Linked DNA regions of Gossypium arboreum: region 1 is linked to region 2. The links are chromatin contacts, called in public Hi-C maps. All regions are on one chromosome and are shown on one strand. The core of a region is the stretch at or near the end of the contact, and the rest is flanking DNA. Distances in the headings are between cores, read along the strand shown. Region 1 holds the start of LOC108484146 (40S ribosomal protein S20-2). Region 2 holds the start of LOC108454003 (peptidyl-prolyl cis-trans isomerase FKBP53).

Region 1 (3,006 bases), core at 387-2,886, 540 kb before region 2:
TGACTCTATCGAAATAAACGCATACAAAAAAATGATTATCCATCTTCAATACTCAATCTGTTAAAAAATTAATAAAAAGATCTCAAAACAATTTCAAACAACATAAAAATACTTACATAAAAATTTAATGAATGATAATGGTCAATTTCTAACAATATCAAATTTATTGTCATTTCTAACAATATCAAATATATTAAAAATTTTACAAGATAACATTCTCAATAATCTAAACACAAAACTTAGTAACAAATCACAATAAACAAAAAACTTTAAAACAAAACATAAAAATAACACTAAACAAACTATATAATACTAACAATTTTTTTCTTATCATAATCTATTATATTTGAAAATAACAATAAAAAAATTACATTTCTTTTCTTTCTTCTCTTTTCTTTCTTTCTCCTCTTCTCCCTCTCTTATTCTGCTAAATTTTTTTCCAAACCGATCTGAGTAGGATAGGGAGTGGGGAATATCTTGGGTGTCATTTATCGAGATAGGCACAACTGGTGTTGCCTATCTGATAGGCACAACTGGTGCCGCCTATCTGACACTCTCCACTACTAAAATATATATTTTTTTTACTGTAAAGTGTCAGAAAATGAGGGTCGTGCCGCGTATGCACCGCCCTCCACCCATTCAAATATACCTTTTCAGTACTTAATTTTAGCATCAACCCATTTTCATATTTTTTATATTATTCGATAAAAAACTCTTAATTTTTTTAAGATTTGAGATGAAAGGATGAATTTATTTATTTTACATGTTTAATACTATTTTTTATAGTTTTCTTATTAGTGATCCATTTATCATTGTTTTCTCTATTTATTTATTAGAATATTAAATCATATTATTTCTTTTCTTTAATTCTATTTATGTTCATATTGGTGAAATTTGCTTTAATATGATTTTTAATATATTATTTTGTTTATCACATTTTAATTACCTATATAAATTATATATTTTCAACTCCTATATAGAATAAGGGTAGATTAGACATTTTATTTAGAAATTGTTTTTACAATATTCCTAAAATTCTAAGTTTACTTTTCAAATTTTTCAGTAAATTTTTACTTTTTATTTAAAATTTAAAATTTATTTCATGTTTTCAAATTAAACTCAAATAATTCATGTTAAGCTAAAAGTAAAGAAAAATCTTTTAAATTAATTAATTTTATATTTTATACTAAATAAAACTCATAATTTTTGTCATCACTTCTTTACCCAAATGAAGAACAAACAATTAATTTAATTAATTACAAGTATTTTTGCTTTGGTTTTAGTTTAAGAATATTCAAGATTATATAACTAAAAGAACTTTTAATTTCGTAAACAATTATTAAAATTAGTTATTTAAGTTATTTTCGTTAAGGATAATATGGAAATATAAAATAAAATTTTAAATTTTAGAAGAGATTAAATTAATTAATTTCAATATTATAGTAACAAATCAATTGGCATTATCAATAAATAAATAAGTATAATTTAATAATTTTGTGTATCATTTTAGCATCTACCACCTTTTACTTTAATTCTTAATTTTTTTAATGCTTAAAACGTCCTAGGTGACAAAATTACTAAGGAAGACCCTAAAAGTTGGGTTACCAACAAAGAATTTACCCACTAAATATTGCAGCCCGACCCCGTAAATCTATTTGGTCGAGCCTTCTTTCTAAAAACCCTAACCCTAATAATAAAAGCCTCTGCCACTACCGATCCCCTTGCATATCTTCTAAAAATACATTTACTCCGTTGGCTTTTGAGGAAAGAGGCAACCAAAGGCTGTTGCTTAACACTTAACTTCTTTCACTTCATCCACTTCTTCCAGGTTTCCTTTTCTCTTAACTTCTTTCACTTCATCCACTTCTTCCAGGTTTCCTTTTCTCTTTCCCTTTTATTTTCCTTGGTATTTTTATTTGATGTGTAAAATAGCTTGCTTTGGAATTGGGGTCAGATTAATGAGCAAAATAAGAAAGAACAGTGCTTTAGGTTTTCTGTATTCTGGGTTTTATAGCTCTAGTTCACCGGATTGATCTTCAATCAAACAAGTAAAAACCCACAATTTTTGGGTTATAACCTTTTCCAGTTTTCGCAACATTTCCGTTACTGTTTTAAAATGGAAATCATTGGATTGATCATCTTCAAAGAACCATTTTAGGCAACCATCCTTGACAATCCCCACCATCGAATTTGTGACACTGGGCCTTGGAGTATTTAGTCTGAATCCTAGAACCTACCAACATTTCTGGTAGCAACCGCAGTCCTGGATTTATAACTTTATTGTTGTGGCAACTCACAATACAATTTTCAGCTTTGACTCAAATTCTGCCATTCCTCTGATTGAGCCTTTCATCATCTGCATCTTTTAAACATATTTCTCATTTCAACCTCTGAACTTTTCTCCCATTTGCATTTCAGATTGCAGCTCCATTTTCAACTGCTCCTAGTTTTTCCAACCTTGGTGACAATCCTATCAGCATCCTTTTTTCAATTAACCCATTTCCTTTTGAGTTCTAGTCAGACTGTTATCTCTTATGACATGTTTCAACTCAGAAATCGGTAAAGAAGAATGAGGACAAAGCAGAAAGAAACTAAGGGAGAACTGAAACTGAAAATAGAATTTTGTGAGAAAATTGATGTGCATTTAATTGCCATCACCCCTTGCGATATCATTTATATATTGATATTTCTAGCTAAAAGCTGACTGAGTCTTAAGATTTTTAATTTTGTGAATTGCTTTTGGATGATAACTTTTTTATTTATTAGAAATTGATTGTACTGAACAGAACACAAAAGCAACTATGGCCTACGCTGCAATGAAGCCGACCAAGCCTGGTTTGGAGGAGCCCCAAGAACAGATACACAAGATCAGAATCACTCTCTCCTCCAAGAATGTGAAAAACCTTGAGAAAGGTACCGATTTATCTTATACCTCTATAATCTTGTTACTATCAAATTTTCCTCTTCTTAGCTAAATTTCATATAGTGATGAGTACTTTCTGGGGG
Region 2 (3,013 bases), core at 373-2,872:
CCCTTCATTCTTAACTCACTCACCATTAACTCACTCACCATTTCCCTTTTGACCAAAACCATAACCCAAGAAAATCAACAGTTAAACTATTTACACACCCTTTCCCTCAATGAACAACCAAATATCACCGTAATCACAATCAAAAGCAAATAAAAAATACAATTAAAAAAATAATCAAATAGGACCTACAAAAGCAATTGGGCAGAATAAAATTAGAGAAAAGAATCAAAATATATATAAAAAAAGGTTTAATGACAAAATTCGCCACTAACATTTGCATGTTTTGTCAAAATAACCCTAATTGTATTTTTGAGGCTTTTTTGGCCATCAATCTTTTTTTTTTCAAACTGCTTTTTCTAACAGATTTAATGAAACTATCATTAAAAAATTAACAGAGGATGATGTGAAATATTTTAATGAGATGTAACTTATTACTTAGTAACCCAATAAAATAGTTACATGTGAAAATAATAAAATAAATAAATCATACATGAAATTTTAAAAATAAGTCTTAATTAAAAAACATAACTATCTAAAAAAGAGTTTCAAAATAAATGCATACGTTTGATTACTAGGAGGTTCCAAAAATAATTAATAAATCAAATCGAAAATACTAAATGCTTGAAACCTTTTGTAGATAATTATGTTTATTTTCTTTAAGTTAAGAGTTATTTTTAACTTCATAAATTATTTATTTTATTATTTCCACATGTAATTATTTTATTAGGTTATCTAAGTAATAAATCATATCTCATTAAAACTATTCCACATCATCTCATTAATTTTTTTAACAACACTTTCATCAATTTTGTTAAAAAAAGGCAATTTGAAAAAAAATAAAGGTTGATGGCCAAAAAATATTCAAAAATACAATTAGAGCCATTTTGACAAAACATGTCAATGTTAGTGGTCAAATTTGTCATTAAGCTAAAAAAAGAGAGAGAGACTTAAAGATATTAGATTCAAACAAAATTTAGTTGGAGAGTTCCAAGCAATGAAAGTTCAATTCAAAAGGTAAGAAGAAAGCCTTATTAAGAAGAGAAACATATCGAAGCTAGGCGACCATCTAATGATGGTGGATAGAGATCAAAGAGCTTCTTGGTTAGGGTTTTGAATTTAAATCAATGAAGTGTCTGGTCATTTGAAAGAAAATTAAACCATGAAGTTGAAAAAGAATGAAAAGAAAAGCTTTGTTCAATGTGCTTTTTTGTTAGAGAAGGCTAGATGATGGTGAGATTCCTAGAATACAACTTTTAGATAGTTTAATAATGAACTTATAATATTTTTGAAATTGATTGATCAAATTATGAACTTATTAATTGTTGAGTGATTTTGAATATAGTTTATCCTATAATGAGTTAATTGACCACGTTAATTGTTGAGTGATTTTGAATATAGTTTATCCTATAACGAGTTAATTGACCATATCAAATATCTTTCAACAATTTAGGATCTTTTTGGATAAATGACGCATTTAATAGTATAAAAACAACGATAAAACTTAAAATAAAAAGAAAATAAAAACCATAGCACTAGAAATAAACACACTTAAAAGTCGAGGATTTTTTTTCAAATAATTTAATCAGCAATTTATAAATTTTTGATATTGAGCGAGGAAAATTTAAATATGCTAATAATTGAGGGAAATTTGATCCGACCGCTCAAAATTCATCTGAGCGAAGGACGACCAAATCATTAAACGGGCATTTAGGGTTTAATAAAATCGCATAACGAAAACCCTCTAGGGTTTTAGAAGCAGCTGCTTTTGGTTTTCAGTATTTTCTCCCATCAAGAAGAAATGGGTTTCTGGGGTCAGTTCTTTTATCTTGACCAAAACCCTTTTACTTTTCTCGCTTTAAACTCTTACTATTTTGTATTTTCACATTTCATTGTTCCATTGTTTGGTTATGGTAAACAGTAGAGGAAATATTCGAGAAATTTGAATTATGATAATGGGTTTGGATCGAGGATTCTTTTGAAATTAAACCCAAGATTCATTATCGTCTTCGGGCCATTTACCAGTTACCAAACGATGCATTGCTTGTTGTATTTGTTTTTTCTTGAAACTCTCTATTTGTTCTTATAGGCTCTTTTTTTTTTTTTCGTAAACCAGGAATTGAAGTCAAACCTGGAAAACCACACCCTTATCATTCTGACAATGTTCGGGGAAAGCTTCACATTACTCAGGTATATTATCCTGATTCAGAAATTCAAAGTTAAAAGGAAAAGCCAGAGCATTTTGTTTTCTGAATTCTGGTTCATGTTGGAGTTTTCATTTTTCTTATACAATTATTAATTAGTAAATACTGTAGGAATAAGATTGTAGTCACATGCTTTTATTAGTTATGTTTTGAGGTTTTCTGACCCTTCATCAATGGAGTGCATTGTTTATATGGAGTTGAATAGTTGAAACATATAAATAACGTATAATGGTGAATCTTAGTCAGAATTTAGGCTTCTTGTTAGTTCTCTAAATTGCTAGTGCAAATGATTTTTGGGTTCCTAATTTTGGTTTTGTTTTTCTTGATACGATGTATGTTCCATTGTTAATTTATAACATGTGGTAACACAGGCAACTTTAGGCCTTGGATCATTTAAAGAGAGGTCTGTACTTCAGTGTTCTGTCGGACACAAGAGTCCGATCATCCTGTGTTCCTTGTTACCAAATCAGAATGAGACTTGCGCCTTAGATCTTAAATTTGATGAAGACGATGATTTAGTTGCTTTCTCAGTACTTGGCCCTCAAAGCATCCACCTCTCTGGTTACTTTGTTGCTGATGATGGAGATCACCTACGAGATGAATATGAGTCGTATCCTTTTATTTAATTTCTCTTATTTGAAGACAAGCATATTTGCATTTCATTTTTTATTAAATTGTTTCATGAAAGAACTGAGAACATGGTTGAGGTGTTTATAACTCAGAATGTGGCGCATATAACGTGATTTATTAATTCCTTTACTACATTATGAAGTGATTCTTATGGGGAGGATATTGCTGAGACTGAGACTGAG

The links. Hi-C and Micro-C count contacts between places; a contact is called where the count stands out from the background.
Region 1: a Hi-C map of leaf shows a contact between it and region 2, with 3 times the contacts expected there. The contact joins the promoter of LOC108484146 here to the promoter of LOC108454003 in region 2. A contact is called at or near these places in 2 of 5 Hi-C or Micro-C datasets (both in leaf).

What each region holds. Positions count from the first base shown.
Region 1 is chr9:41,984,924-41,987,929 of ASM2569848v2, reverse strand. It overlaps LOC108484146 (40S ribosomal protein S20-2), which reads left to right and starts at 1,636. Exons shown (of 5, transcript XM_053019522.1): 1 at 1,636-1,873; 2 at 2,419-2,624; 3 at 2,787-2,913. The coding sequence starts at 2,802.
Region 2 is chr9:41,441,201-41,444,213 of ASM2569848v2, reverse strand. LOC108454003 (peptidyl-prolyl cis-trans isomerase FKBP53) reads left to right here and starts at 1,622. Exons shown (of 11, transcript XM_017752280.2): 1 at 1,622-1,811; 2 at 2,114-2,187; 3 at 2,573-2,811; 4 at 2,974-3,013. The coding sequence starts at 1,799.